2 separate regions of the Mus musculus genome follow, and region 2 is linked to region 1. Evidence: chromatin contacts called from public Hi-C data. All regions are on one chromosome and are shown on one strand. The core of a region is the stretch at or near the end of the contact, and the rest is flanking DNA. Distances in the headings are between cores, read along the strand shown. Region 1 overlaps Sorbs2 (sorbin and SH3 domain containing 2). Region 2 overlaps Sorbs2 (sorbin and SH3 domain containing 2).

Region 1 (7,495 bases), core at 3,555-6,054:
ACAACTTTCCTTTTCTGAAAAACAAACAGTTCAAGAAGCACTTTCTGCAGGCGCACCGAGAGAACCTGGTTTTCTTGGGTAAATGGAGGCGTGGTAAAAATCACCCAGGACTCCAGCAGGATGAAAAGCCTGGTGTCTTCTCCAGCGAGAAGTCACTGAGCACACACAAGTCTGAAGGCCACCAAAGCCCCCATCATACCTGAGCACTCTGTGGGGCTTGCAGAAGTGAGGTGTATGTGGAATAATACCAGGTCAGCATTAGGATACCATTTGGACTTAGTCTTTTGCAGTAAGGTCTAGTTGATATTAAAAGACAACCAGGCACCATTTTTGGTTGTTTGGTTGGTAGGATGACTCACACCACATTTTAATGTGCCTTTGTAATTGCAGGCACATAGTCAATACTTAGTAACCATAAGTGAAATATGAATCTCAGTGTGCAACATTGCAATGTTTGTCCACATTTAGCTCTCCTTAAAAAAAAAAAAAGAAAACCAAAGTTAAGTAAACACGAGGATACAAACCAGTGTATGTCTCACATTAACTTCTACTACTCTTTTAATCTAACATCCACTTAAATCATCTTTTAAAACACTGATTTTCAAAAAAATTAAAATTAAAAATTTACTTTAATGAAGTGCTTATTATTGATGTGTACACATATGTGCATGATTGTGTGAACATATGTGCAGAGGTGTGTGCCAGCACTTGAAGAGGCAAGAAGAGTGTGTCTGATCCTGTAGAGCTGAAGTTATAAGCAGTTGTGGGCCACTATATGTGGCTACTGGATATCGATACAGGAATAACAAAGCTCTTAACCACTGAGGCATGTCTCTGCCACTTAACTCATAGTTCTTAGCCAGGGTGCTCTTAGTTTAGAATAAAAAGAAGTGTCATGCATCACAAAGATCATAGGACTCATGGCCAGGCTGGATTTGAACTCTGCTCTCTCCCACATAGTCACCTGGTCTGGCCATGTTACTATCTCTGTTGAGTTTTAGCCTTCTCCACAGAGACCCAATAATAGCATCTAAAAATTGTCTATAGGTCAAGTTCCTTAGCCTGTGGATTTCCACTTCCTCCAGTAAAATCCTAATGATACAAGTCTAAACTGTGGCAAAATAGAAAATAATTATGTGTTAATATCATGATGCCATTGGTTGGCTTGTGGAATCTGTACAATAGAAGTGATTGGTTCCTTCCGTCAGACTTCATACTTGTCCCACCCTCTCATATCCACAGGTAAAATTTTTGTAATCTGGGCAAAATTAAGAATTAATTAATTTTAATTTAATTAATTAATTAAATTTCTTCCATTGGGGGTCCTATGTTCCATCCAATAGATGACTGTGAGCATCCACTTCTGTATTTGTCAGGCACTGACATAGCCTCACAAGAGACTGCTATATTGGGGTCCTGTCAGCAAAATCTTACTGGCATAAGCAACAGTGCCTGGGTTTGGTGGTTGTTTATGGGATGGATCCCCGGATGGGGCAGTCTCTGGATGGTCCTTCCTTCTGTCTCAGCTCCACTGTGTTTCTGTAACTCCTTCCATGGGTATTTTGTTCCCCATTCTAAGGAGGAATGAAATATCCACACTTTGGTCTTCCTTCTTCTTGAGTTTCATGTGTTTTGCAAATTGTATGTTGGGTATTCTAAGTTTCTGGGCTAATATCCACTTATCAGTGAGTGCATATCATGTGAGTTCTTTTGTGATTGGGTTACCTCACTCAGGATGATATACTCCAGATCCATCCATTTGCCTAAGAATTTCATAAATTCATTGTTGCTAATAGCTGAGTAGTACTCCATTATGTAAATGTACCACATTTTCTGTATCCATTCCTCTGTTGAGAGACATCTGGGTTCTTTCCAGTTCTGGCTATTATAAATAAGGCTGCTATAAACATAGTGGAGCATGTGTCCTTATTACAAGTTGGAATATCTTCTGGGTATATGCCCAGGAGAGGTATTGCTAGATCTTTTGGTAGAACTATGTCCAATTTTCTGAGGACCCGCCAAACTGATTTCTAGAGTTATTGTACCAGCTTGCAATCCCACAAGCAATTGAGGAGTGTTCCTCTTTCACCACATCCTCGTCAGCATCTGCTGCCACCTAAATTTTTGATATTAGCCATTCTGACTGGTGTGAGGTGGAATCTCAGGGTTGTTGTGATTTGCATTTCCCTCATGATTAAAGATGTTGAACATTTTTTCAGGTGCTTCTCAGCCATTCAGTATTCCTCAGTTGAGAATTCTTTGTACTCTGTACTCCATTTTTACTAATAGGGTTATTAGATTTTCTGGGGTCCAGCTTCTTGAGTTCTTCACCAAACCCAGATACTATTGCATATGTCAGCAAGATTTTGCTGACAGGACCCTGATATTCCTGTCTCTTGTGAGGCTATGCCAGTGCCTGGCAAATACAGAAGTGGATGCTCACAGTCATCTATTTGATGGAACACAGGGCCCCCAATGAAGGAGCTAGAGAAAGTACCCAAGGAGCTAAAGGGGTCTGCAACCCTATAGGTGGAACAACAATATGAACTAATCAGTACCCCCAGAGGTTGTGTCTCTAGCTGCATACGTAGCAAAAGATGGTCTAGTCGGCCATCATTAGGAGGAGAGGCCCTTGGTCTTGCAAAGATCATATGCCCCAGTACAGGGGAACGCCAGGGCCAGGAAGCAGAAGTGGTTGGGGAGCAGGGCAAGGGGAGGGTATAGGGGACTTTCGGGATAGCATTTGAAATGTAAATGAAGAAAATATCTAGTAAAAAAGAATTTTTCTTAACTTTAGAGACTACCATTATTGCCCACAACCCAAGATCCAGCACTATCATTTAAAACACCCTTGGATATGCATATTTCCCATGGTGACCCTTCCTACATTTTCCCCTTTATGTGTTGATAATAAAGATCCTGTGGAAAAATCAACTACTTAAAGCTTATTGGGAAGCATGGGTTTCCAGGTGACATATTTCCTCCCCTCTGGGTCCATAAGTTGCCTTTAGCCAGGGTCAACATGAAAACTGTTAGGTCATAGGCAAGCCCATAAGGGTACCATTAAGGCAGACACAGCAGAAGGACTGTAAAGCAGCCCAGGCCACTGTGATGAATAAGATGAAAACACTCCATAAACAGAACGGTAGACAATTCTACCTAAAGAGTTAATTAGCTTCATGCAGCGTATTGGTGAAATAGCCAAAATAAAAGAAAGCAATGATTTTCATGTTCTTTTCTTGTAACATGGGTCATCTACTTCTTATCAGGACAGCCAAAGAATGCTGAAGACTTCAAGAGGAGTCGATCTTTCTGGTGATACTTGGAAGTAATTATTAGTTCTGGAAATGTAAACTTTTTCTAACTGATGAGATGAGTCTATTTATACCTTATAATGAATTCATAGTTTTGGTGAACCCAAGAAGACTAATGGGGATAAACATGAGAAAATAGGACAGTGAATTATAATTAAAACAATAAATCAACTTATCATCTACAAGGAGGTTTCTCCCAAGACTTTTAAAAAATACAGTACTGGCAGTAATAGGATTTTCAGAAAGACTGTAAAAATAGAACTTGTTAATGGGATGTTGTTTATTGCTATTCATATAGCTGGAAAGCAAACAACTTCAGTGGCCATTTTACCCCCAAGAGATTATATATATATATATATCCTAGATTTTTTTTTTTACTTGTCAATCATCTCTGATAGATAGGCTAGAGGTTGCCTTCCATTTTAAAATCCCCTTTGTATTGCTAGTACCTGAGACAAGGGTAGCCCATAAACTATAGGGAGTAAATAGAACCACGAGGATGAGGGGAGGGGACTAGAGGTGAAAAGAAAGATGGCAACTCAACAAAACCTAAGGTACTTTTGGCTGTTATTTCCAAGAACAGGTGCTCACAGATAATGAGCCAGTAAAGCAGCAAATACTGTTAGCCACGCAGAAAGATGACAGAGAGGGGAAATGACATCTAGTCAGTAAATATTTAACCATATGCTAAGGGACCTCTCATCATTTATCAACTTTTTTTTTCTCCCTTTGGAGGTTGCTTGAAGGTCCACCATAAATAAAAGGTCAATGGCAGTTTTTATAAGCATTATTAAATTCTGGGAAACTTTCCATACTGAATGTGAAATAGGATCGCAGAGAAAAACGCTGAGCAGATGAAGAACAAGAAGAGGAAGAAAACTGGCTCATGGATAAGGAGACAGCTGTTGAGTGTGTGAGATCCAGAAGATACTAGGCATTGGATGGGGGAGAGTTTTTCCTTTCGATGTTTCCAGAGAAAGATAATAGAGTAAACAAACTAGGTATCAATAATTGCAGCTAAGAGAAAAGTCGGAGAAACAATAGAGTGTGCTGGAGGGTAACTAGCAGAGGCTGAGCTAGTGTGGTAACAGTCTACCTGGTTAGATGAGGCCTCCCAAAGGTACAACATTAATTCCAAGGTCTCACTGAGTGGAGGAGCCCTGAGGACATGCTGGAGAAGAATCTTTAGAGCAGATGGGATGCGCCAGAGTCCCTGAGATCAGAAAGAGTGTATCTGTTAGACCCAAAAGAGGTGCTTGTGGGACGCAGAACAAGAATCAGGCCCGTAATCAGCATCGGGAAGCAGAGCTAAGGCAGCAGGCAATGATGCGGAGGTCAAACACAGGAATCTGAATTTCCTTCTTGGAGTGAAAACAGATCTGATTTGTCCCTGATACAGAATGCTTCGCCCGCTGTGTGGCAGAGACTGGATAACAGGGCGGTGATTTGAAGCAGGGCGGGATGGCTGTAGCCTGAAAGAGGGTTGGTGGTGGCATGAGTCAGATTCTGGCAGTGGAGACCAGAGAATTGAAATTACCATGATTATTTGGCTACAGAGTGTGGAAAGGAACATAATTTCCATAAACGTAAAAATTGAGCAGAAAATTGTGGCTATACAAGGAATGAGGCTAGAGAAATGTTCGGTGCAATGGCAACATGGAGGTGAATGGAAACCGGGCAGGGACTACAAACGAGGCCCGAAGAGGCCAGATCGTGTAAAATCAGGGTTACCCAGAGCCTTCATCATCAGCCACTGAGTGGTCATATGCATAAAAGTGATATCATGAATCTCATTTTGCGGATCTTTCATTACAGTACAAAGCCTTCATTGAAAGGTCACGAAATGGGACCTCAGCTCGCTGCCATGGCAGCAGAACTTCCCAAGGGGAAATCTTCTGGCTTAACACAGAGTGCCTACAGATTCCTCCCACGACTGGAGTACCAGCTGACCTTCCACATGAACATTTGTGAGCGAGCAGTCCTCTCTCTCTTACTGAATCCTTAGCTATTGGAGGCAGCATGGGGTATCCATATCCGCATCCTTCATCCACAGTGTGCAAGAAACACTTATTATTTCTCAGATGGCTTGACCTTGTGATGAATCTTTTTCAGCCTGGAAAGCATGCGGGGAAGCTATCTCTTCTTCCTCCTGCCTTTCATCACCCTCAGACCCTACTCCTGTTTTCCCCTGACAAGGCACTGTAGTAAAAATATGTGAAGTTAAATGCATGATGCTACTTTTAAGGAGATAACCTCATACACACCAGGCAAGCAGTGGGGTGAGACAGAATGGCCAAAAGCTCTCCTGTGGATTAATGAATCTTACTATGCAATAGTTCACGATTAGAATAAATGGCCAATCCTTCCACATAACATCTGTGTTTACACATTAGAGGCACTACACATTTTTAAAAAAGAGCACTAGGCAAGGCTAGCAATAATGAGAGATTCCTCTTTAAACACTGTGTATAATCTGAATAACAATAAACCTTGATGGAGAACGCCTGTATTCGACAACAATCTGCCCAAAACAGTGGTTGAAAAACAGAGATTAAAAATAATGTACAGTCCTAGGAGGTTGTGTTAATTAAGTTGAGGAGAGCGATAAGAGCTCAGACAATTGCAATAAGATGCAAAGTCTCTCTATTATCCTTTCGTGATAGGATCCACCATTATCTGAAAACCCACCACACTGGCAGCTAATTCATATGTAGAAGTCCACGTGTAAAATGTGTTACTTTCTTTTCTGTTTGGACAGAGGTGATTTTTCAAATACAGGGTTTGTTTATTTATTTATTTTTAATAGAAGATAGGGGTTAGATTCATAAACACTAGCATGACCAAATAAGATTACATTCTCATTTTCAAACTTCTTATTATACCAGGGTCCAAAACTCAAGTTATCATCCTCGCTTAAACTAATTTAAATACTATTGTTCTTGTGGATTTTAGTCAGAATTCAGCACAGAAAATGCAGTTGAGGGCTGTAACTAAAAGATATGTGCTGCCTCTGAGAGATAAAGATCAGTTGTTAGTTTTCACATTTATTAGCCTATCAAATGTTACTGTGAATTAAATGTCAAGACCCCTTTGGCACAGTCTTTTTTCCTTTTACCTGTTTTACTGTGATTGTTCCATTTAGCTAGACTCTGTTCAACAAAATGTAGCTTAGCTAGCTGTGACACGAGCTTAAAGAGACAATAAAGGCTTCTCCAGGAGCACAGATTAGCACTGACAAAGCCCCAATCAGCCACGAGCTGGACATGTTTTCTGTCTTCCTCATTTTTGCTCCACAAGATAAGGTGAGGTATGCAATGGGAGACTCCTGTGTTATAGTTAATTTTAACCTCCATATCAATAAGCAGAGGCCTTTTCAAGTTATAAAAAGTGTGTCATTATTGTTATCAACTGGAGAGAATGAAGTCATTGTTCTCATAATGGTAAAAAACTGGCATGGAACGGAAGGGTGAAAGAACACCTCAGGCTGGAGAAAAATCTCCTGCTCCCAACGAGCCACTTTTTGATATAAGCAAGACCACGTCCAGTGCGGAATTTCTTCCTCAACTCAGCATTCAAGTCAAAGAAAGAGACTTACAGCTGTGTCTCAGAAACTTGGTCTGTGAGTTGCTTGGCGATACTTGATTCATGACTTCTACAAAGCATAAAAATTAGGGCAGACATATAAATTAAAGACTTACTGATGACAGAAGGTTACTTGGTGGGAGTAAATGAAGTCTATCATAGGAAGAGGGCGGTAGATACCAAGCCTAGGAAGAAGAGCTTCATAGGAGCCGATATTCCTTCGCACCAGGTGACTTGTTGGCCTTGCTCTGCCCAGCCTACCTTGTACACCTCCCACCTCCCCCTATGGAAGCTTAGGTTAGATATTACCTGAGGAAATCGTTGAGTTCTGCATTTTTCTGTCTTTGATGTGGCTGCCAAGATGGGATAATATAAAAATTCCTCTTATATTTCAAAGAACGTATTTCGCCTAAGTTTAATGATCAACCTCAAACTCATGTGACTGAAACTCAAGAGCGATAGTGACAATAATAACGCATGGGCCATTCCTCTGCAGGAGGACAAGGAAGGGATAAATCCCACTGGAGCCCTGCATTCATGCTGCTGTGATCATCTTTCATGAGGCTCCAGTATCCCTACACTCACCAAGTGAATTCTAC
Region 2 (7,495 bases), core at 2,979-5,478, 180 kb before region 1:
ACATAAACATGGTAATCCAGATGCTGCCGCCTTGTTGCCAAGACAGCAGAAGATCAGAAAGCATTTTTTTTTTCTAGCACATAACAACAAATTTGCATTTCCAAATTTGCACTCTCTGGGCAGAGCGATCTTTTCTATAGAGTAATGTACCTTGCGACCCTTGTCACACATACAAAACTAGTATCTTGTTCTCAGTTCCCCAGGCAGCTTCTTGTGTCCTCTGCATTGTAATTTATTTTATTAAGTGCTTTTAAGGTAGCTCGTCAACTGTACTGAGTGGGATCAGAAGCCTGACCCACCTACATTCACTCTTGTAAGACACAGACACGGGCAGAGGGGAGCAGCAGGCATATAGAAATGAACAATACCCGAGTGCAGATGTGAGCTAAGACTAGGACACCTGGCAAGCTCCAAGGACAGCTCTTAGGTCCTTCTTGACAACTTGTGGTTAAGGCAGAGGCACAGGTTTGCGACGAAGGAGGAATAGGGTAAGAACAGGAGAGACGCTGAAAAGAACGGGCCACCAAGTACGCTGGGTCTTGAAGTTTTGTGTGGAGAGAGTTTATACAAAGGTTGAGCATGTGTCCTTCAATCCATGAGGACTTGATAAAAAACAAATAACAGAAAAACTGACATACCCGGCTTGTGTACCATGTGGATTTGCTTGAACATTGTCTTGTACCAGTCCTTTGGCCTGTCGACAGTCTGTTAAAGAGAGCATCCAAAAATTATAAACTCGTTCTGTTAGGTTTAGGCAAAGGGCTATTCTGGCTGTGACCACTTACTTCTCTCTCTCAACCTTCACAGCTGCTATAAAATAAATGGCAGACATCTTGCTATGATTATGAGTCTCTAATTCTCACTGCCCCCAGAGTAGTGTGCCTAACACTCTAAGTCATCAGGGGCTTTAGGGGGCATATTCTGAATGATGGACGCACATTACCAAAGGTTCAGATCTTTCCCACTTCTTCAGCTAAAGAGTAAGCTGAGATAACCCAACTGCCAGCCTGTGCTCTGGGCTACTCATCAGCCACACGGCATGGGATGGCCTCTTCTCTGTGAAACCTTTACGGTAGGCTTTAACCTTGTGGGTCAGACCTGTCTTCAGAACCCCTGTTATATGGTGATATAGCTCTTCTGAGGAACAATCCTGGGCAAAGTGTTCATTGCTAGTATTGGACATTTCAAACAGCAGACTTGCATTCCTGCTGTGACTTGATGCCAGTTTCAGCAATTTACCCTGTTACTTGTGCAGTTTGTGAGTAAGGTATCCCATATTTACTGAATTGAAATGTTCTGTATTATGGTTTTATTTTTTTCAAATCAGGTGTGATTAGTATCAGATAGTATTTAATTTTGAGGATGATGATGATAAAAATGATGATGCAGAGGATGATGGTGATAATGATTAAGCAAATGTGTCTGAAGTAGGGCTTCTCCATGTATCTTGAACTAGTCTTTAACTCACGGTCCATGTCTCTCATGTGCTGGAATTACAGGGACTCAACACTAGCTCAGCTTATTAGAGTGTGTGTGTGTGTGTGTGTGTGTGCAGGCGTGTGCGCGTGAGACATAGGCTGATTTCAGGTGTTCCTCTAAAGCAATCCTTTGTTTTGATGGGGGGCTCTTTCTGGGACCTGGGCTTTATCCGTGAAGCTAGGCAGCCCCAGGGATCCCTCTGAGCCCCGTTCTTCCTCCAGTTCTGGGATTACAGGTGTGTGGCACCATGTCTGGCCTTTTAAGGGAGCGCTGTGCATGGAACTCAGGTCCTCATTTGTGTTTGTCCAGCAAGCATTTAACAGATCCACTTCATTATCCTTATTGTTATTCTTAAGTATTGAGTGCTCTATGAAGACATTGAAAAATTGGACAAGGGGATATTTTTGACTCATGGGATAGATATTCTGGTCAGCTTCAATAAAGACAAAATTAGCATTTACTGGTTAAATGACTAAAATACTGAATGTATCAGACAATGCAAAGCCATAGAGAATATACTGAAGAGCAGCTAGGCCTTCAAAACTTCCTTAATAAGACCTTGGTGTGCATACAGCTTTCACCTTGTTAAATGATAAACTCTCTGATAACAGCCACCCCTCACTCGTGCCAGGGTTCAGTATGACAGAATGACAGAAGCAATAGGTAATAGCACAAATAGGAAATTAATGTCCAATCATTAAACAACATTCAGATCTTTGAGCCGTTAGTTACCATTTAATTCTGTCTAGAAATAGGAATCTGAGAAAACTGTGTATTTTTAAAATATTTTCTTTGGGGCGTGGGTGTGGACATATATACAGGTGCGCATGTCACATGAACACGTAGAAACCAGACGTAGACACTGGGCAGCCCCCTCCTTTACTCTCTGCCTTATTTCTTACAAGGTATGTTAAGGGGCTCAGGATAGTCCTTCCGCTATAACAAATCTCAAAATATAAAATCAGTGGGGGAGTTCCAACATCTGTGGAGTGAAATACTGAGCAACCCTAGCTTATTGGGAGTGACTCTATGCTATAGTCTGTGAAAACACACATTCCTGTAGTGCAGCCATCTTCTCGGCAAGATCTTCATTTCAATTTTATCAAAGCCAGTTGGGTCAGAAGTTAACTATTCTGTGTACAGGCGACTGAAAGCATCAGATTTTCCAAGGTCATTGAAGGACGACCAAAGTGTGGATACTTCGTTCCTTCTTAGAATGGGGAACAAAATACCCATGGAAGGAGTTACAGAGACAAAGTTCAGAGCTAAGACGGAAGGAAGGACCATCCAGAGACTGCCCCACCTGGGGATCCATCCCATAATCAGCCACCAAACCCGGACACTATTGCATATGTCAGCAAGATTTTGCTGATAGGACCTTGATATAGCTATCTCTTGTGAGGCTATGCCAGTGCCTGGCAAATATAGAAGTAGATGCTCACAGTCATCTATTGGATGGAACAGAGGGCCCCCAATGAAGGAGCTAGAGAAAGTACCCAAGGAGCTAAAGGGGTCTGCAACCCTATAGGAGGAACTACAATATGAACTAACCAGTATCCCCAGAGCTCATGTCTCTAGCTGCATATGTAGCAGAAGATGGCCTAGTCCCATCATTGGGAGGAGAGGCCTTTGGTCTTACGAAGATCATATGCCCCAGTACAGGAGAATGCTAGGGCCAGGAAGCAGGAGTGGGTGGGTTTGGGATCAGGGTGGGGTGGGTATAGGGAACTTTCAGGATAGCATTTGAAAAGTAAATGAAGAAAATGTCTAATTAAGAAAAACATTGGGTAGGATTTATACTTGTGAGAGCAGAAACTGTTCAATATCTTATATTCTGATTTTTCTTTTGTATATGTGGTCATTGCATTTTTTTTTCCTCCCAGAAACTGTTAAGTGGTATTTAAATTTATTTTGACTTCTGAAAAGTAGACAGTTGTGACAGTTACCAGAGAACATCAGTTCTGCTGAGAGTCACATATGCATTGTAGGCTTCTTCAACAACGGGAGCTTGAGAGCATCAGTAATCAAATAATGGGCAGATTATGGAAACTGATGCTGGGGGCTGGGGTGGGGAGTAATCCAGCAAAGAATCAGGAGTCTGCCGTTTGCTGGTTCGTGCACAGTACTGGAACATGGTGGGCTGGCGAGGGGGCTTACATCAGTAAGGTGCCTGCCATTCAAGAATGAAAACCCAACTCCTGTTTCTAGTACCTGTGCAGAAAGCTAGGCACGGCAGTGGGCTTCTCAGCACTGAGGAGGCAGAGGCAGCTCTGGGCTTGGTGACAAAGCCAGGACAAGAATTGAAGAAGACACCCAGTTTCAACTTCTAGCCTCTCCATGCACACCCACCCACACATGTACACATGTTCATATACATGCGCACACACAAATACACACACACACACAAATACACACACACACACACACACACACACACTACTTAAACACATATCTTTAGGAGACCTTTCTTTTTTTTAAAAGGCAGGTTTCCCTTTCGTTGAGCTTCACCTCTTTTACACTTTTGTGCTAGCAGAGCAACAACAACAGCAAAGTGACATACAACTGCATATAAAAATAGTTTCTCACTGTACCTGGACACAGCCAATGGGGACAAGGACGCCGAATAAGGAAATACATCGCTGTCTACGGCAATGCATTGTGACAGACAGCACTGTTGTCTACACTCGCCATAGGGCCTATATCAGGCAGGATCTCACAGTTACGCCACTGGCTAGCTTTATATGGTGAGCACAGAGAAGCCAGGAAGTGGCTGGCTGGCTGGCAGAGTCGCTTCTGAAGCTGGTAACGCTGGGATATGCAGATGCAGTGTCGCTTTCTAGAAGACATGCTGTGAACACTTTGGTTCCTTTCGGCAAGGCCATTTTGGAGCACATTATGTCTCACGCTGAGGTTATAAGTGCAGAAGTCCCTATTTGGGACATTTACTTTCAGATGTGTCCTCCAAAAGCATTTTGCGTGAACTATCTAACCTCTGGGACTCTACCACACAGCCGTCATTCATGGCCCTCTAGGAAGGGGCTCCAATTTTCATCTCCTTCTAGTTATGAAACATTGGCATAATACACTTATTTAACATGCAGACACTTAAAAAAACCAGATATGTTTTCTCCACATATGACAATAACAATCCTATTCTACTCTCCCCTTCTAGCTCTAAATCAGCCAAACAGTTGTTCTATTTGAATCTTAAAAAAAAATGAAATCTTGCATGCCACTTAGTCAGGCTTTATTCACAGTCTCATGGGCTCTGAGCCCTAGAGGAATTTTGTTGCTGTTTTTAAGAATATGACAGGAAAAGGCTGACAGACATCCCAGGTCACAGGAGATGAGACATCCTCAAAGGCATTTTGAATTCATGAGAAGTCAAAAGTAGAGGGTGTCCGGTGCTTGTTTTTAGCAGTCACTGGACCACTTTACAATATCCTGTTACCATGGCATCCATTAATTATCTGAGCGGATTCCCTGACATGCCTGAGTGAGAGAGTCCCGCTTTTAATGTCCATACCGAGCAGGAGGCTGAGGCCACCTGAGTCTGGTAATCTTTACTTTCTACACGAATGAGGGAAGAAAATGACCTCGGACATTCTTGGCTCAGGGATGGCAGGCATTTATAAACACAGATCTATCCTTGCATATGTAGTTAGTAAGCCTACCGAGTAGTAAACACAGACAGGACCCCTCCTGTCTTTGTGCAGCTTTAAAAGTCTGAGCAAGTTATACAGGAAAAAAAAAGAGGGCTCCTTATAAGGACCCTTCTGCAGTGGCGAATAATTCACCTTCAGTTCCTATAAGGGAGACTATCATCACACTTTTAGTGGATGTATGTGGTTGCTCATCATTTGGCAGCAGATAATATAAATTTTATATTACTTTTATTAACTGCTTTATCATGCACCTCCAACATCTTAGATTTTTTTTCCTTAAAAAGCCCAACAAAGCAACAGTTTATCAAGTAAAACATCCCCGATTAGAAGTCTGTACATTAGAAAGAGTGAGTCACATTAATGTGCCTATCTTTATATATTCTTTACTAACTTAAAAAACATACTTGTAGCCGGGCGTGGTGGCACACGCCTTTAATCCCAGCACTCGGGAGGCAGAGGCAGGTGGATTTCTGAGTTCGAGGCCAGCCTGGTCTACAAAATGAGCTCCAGGACAGCCAGGGCTACACAGAGAAACCCTGTCTCGAAAAACAAAAACAAAACAAACAAACAAACAAACAAACAAAAACCCTAAAAATAAACCCCAAAAAACAAAAAAAAACAAAAAACCCAAACCAAAAACAACAACAACAACAACAACAACAACAAAAACCCCAAACCAAACCGACTGTAACTGCATAGAAAGCAATGGCCTATGTGCATACTGTGTCTCAAGGGCTAACAGGCAAAATCCACAACACTACTCCTGACTGAGTCACTATGCCTTCATTTACCATGGGAAAATTCAAACTTAGCCACTTCAAGTCAGAAATTCTGAAGGGAAAACAAATGTCAAAACACTGCCATTAGAAACATACAACTGTCATAAAACGGAGCATATTAGTCACAAGCCCTGGGATTTTTCTGTCACTTAAATATGACCATCATGATTTCCAACACAAAATTTTTGAGCTTTATAATTAGTTACATTCAACATTATTATCAATCTGAGAAGTCTAAATCCCAAATGCATGCTATACAGATATACTTTTTTTTTTTTTGGCTTCAACCACAACACCAATGCCAAGAATAATCAATTCTGAACTCTGTATATAAAACATGATGATTGCAAACTCAAAGACAGAAGGAAACCCTCGTACTTCTACAACTTCTTCAAAATGTTTCCTGTCTCACCACTGCTTCTTGCCTGATACCCTGACCATTCTTTTTCTAGGTTCCTCACTGCCTCTGGTCCCCTGCATTTCCGTTCAAGGAAAACCTACTCTTGGCAGCACCTCGGCCCTTTATGTGGGTGCAGAGGCAACCTCTTTGCAGTTGGAGCTGCCTCCTCTCAAGCCCCCGCCTCCACCTTCACCTGCAAAGACGCTGTGGCTCTCATCCTGCCTTCCCGGGTCTTCCTTCTCTGATCTCACAGACCTCCTCTTGCCGTGGACCTGGTCAGCACACAGCTGCCTGCCTAGGCTCTGCTGCTGTGAGCAGCGTTGCCAGAAAGGGCTGCCCCAGAAAGGGCTGCCCTGGCAGCGCACTGAGTAACGCTTTGGCAGAGTTTAAAGACTTAAAAAAAATGCCCTCAATGCTTTCCACTTTCCACTTTCACTTATCATACAGAGAGCTCTCAGCAGGCCCAGCTGGGAGGGATGCGCAAATATTCTCTCTCTCTCTCTCTCTCTCTCTCTCTCTCTCTCTCTCTCTCTCTGACAGCTTTTTCCCTCCCATGACATTACTTCCCTTCACTCCAATCATCTCGCCTCCCAAGTCCCAATTCACAGTTTCCCATCCCGTGGTGTTAACTCACATCCATTTCAAGAAACAAATCACTTGTCTTTTTACAGTGCATGTGGGAATTGCGGGCTGTGAAAGGAGTAACTCCCCCCACCCCGCCTTCCTTCTCTCTCTAGGCTTCACCTTGCTTTGATAGAAAGTTAAAAACAAAGTGTTATTAGTTAACAAACTCCTCCATTTTCATGGTTTTAAATTTAAATGGAGAAAACAGACTGTGAGATTATCTTCACCGCCCAGCCCTCTGCCACACAGCGTGGTATTCATGGCAGCTCGGAAGGCTCCGAGGACAATCTTTATGCTATAAGACCCTAGGAATGCACAGAGCTATGCACAATCCATCCTTTGTGGAGCTCAAACACAGACCCAGAGGGACACATGTGCTGGTATGCGTGGCTTACCGTCCTAATGGCTGTGGGGATTCCAGACTCATCCACAGGGCCGATCCCTGGGTAATGCGGGGCTTTGATGACCGTGACCCTCTTCTCTTCCTCGGAGGATCTATAGAGCGGGATGGAGCTTCCCATGGTGCCATCCAGGGACTGGGCATGCTG

The links. A called contact is a pair of places that touch in the nucleus more often than the background predicts.
Region 2: a Hi-C map of muscle stem cells shows a contact between it and region 1, with 2.1 times the contacts expected there. The contact joins two enhancer-like sites. A contact is called at or near these places in 13 of 39 promoter capture datasets (the 3T3-L1 cell line, 3T3-L1-derived adipocytes, cranial neural crest and 7 more), 2 of 484 Hi-C or Micro-C datasets (muscle stem cells and nephron progenitors) and 2 of 9 other capture datasets (adipose tissue and pancreatic islet).

Annotation. Positions count from the first base shown.
Region 1 is chr8:45,584,505-45,591,999 of GRCm38.p6, reverse strand. The region is part of intron 1 of Sorbs2 (sorbin and SH3 domain containing 2); the gene reads right to left. It overlaps Gm16351 (a long non-coding RNA gene), which reads left to right. Exons shown (of 5, transcript XR_003947381.1): 4 at 3,270-3,328; 5 at 4,050-7,495. Among named protein-coding and RNA genes, the nearest start is that of Gm16351, 17 kb to the left of the region's middle. Within about 2 kb of position 4,804, at least 19 of the 459 cell types and tissues checked have an H3K27ac peak or open chromatin away from gene starts, as enhancers often do. A contact at or near this core is called in muscle stem cells, where this site is marked.
Region 2 is chr8:45,763,039-45,770,533 of GRCm38.p6, reverse strand. Sorbs2 (sorbin and SH3 domain containing 2) reads right to left here. Exons shown (of 24, transcript NM_001205219.1): 8 at 7,343-7,495; 9 at 639-705. The region is part of intron 1 of Sorbs2os (sorbin and SH3 domain containing 2, opposite strand); the gene reads left to right. Among named protein-coding and RNA genes, the nearest start is that of Sorbs2os, 53 kb to the left of the region's middle. Within about 2 kb of position 4,228, at least 13 of the 459 cell types and tissues checked have an H3K27ac peak or open chromatin away from gene starts, as enhancers often do. A contact at or near this core is called in muscle stem cells, where this site is marked.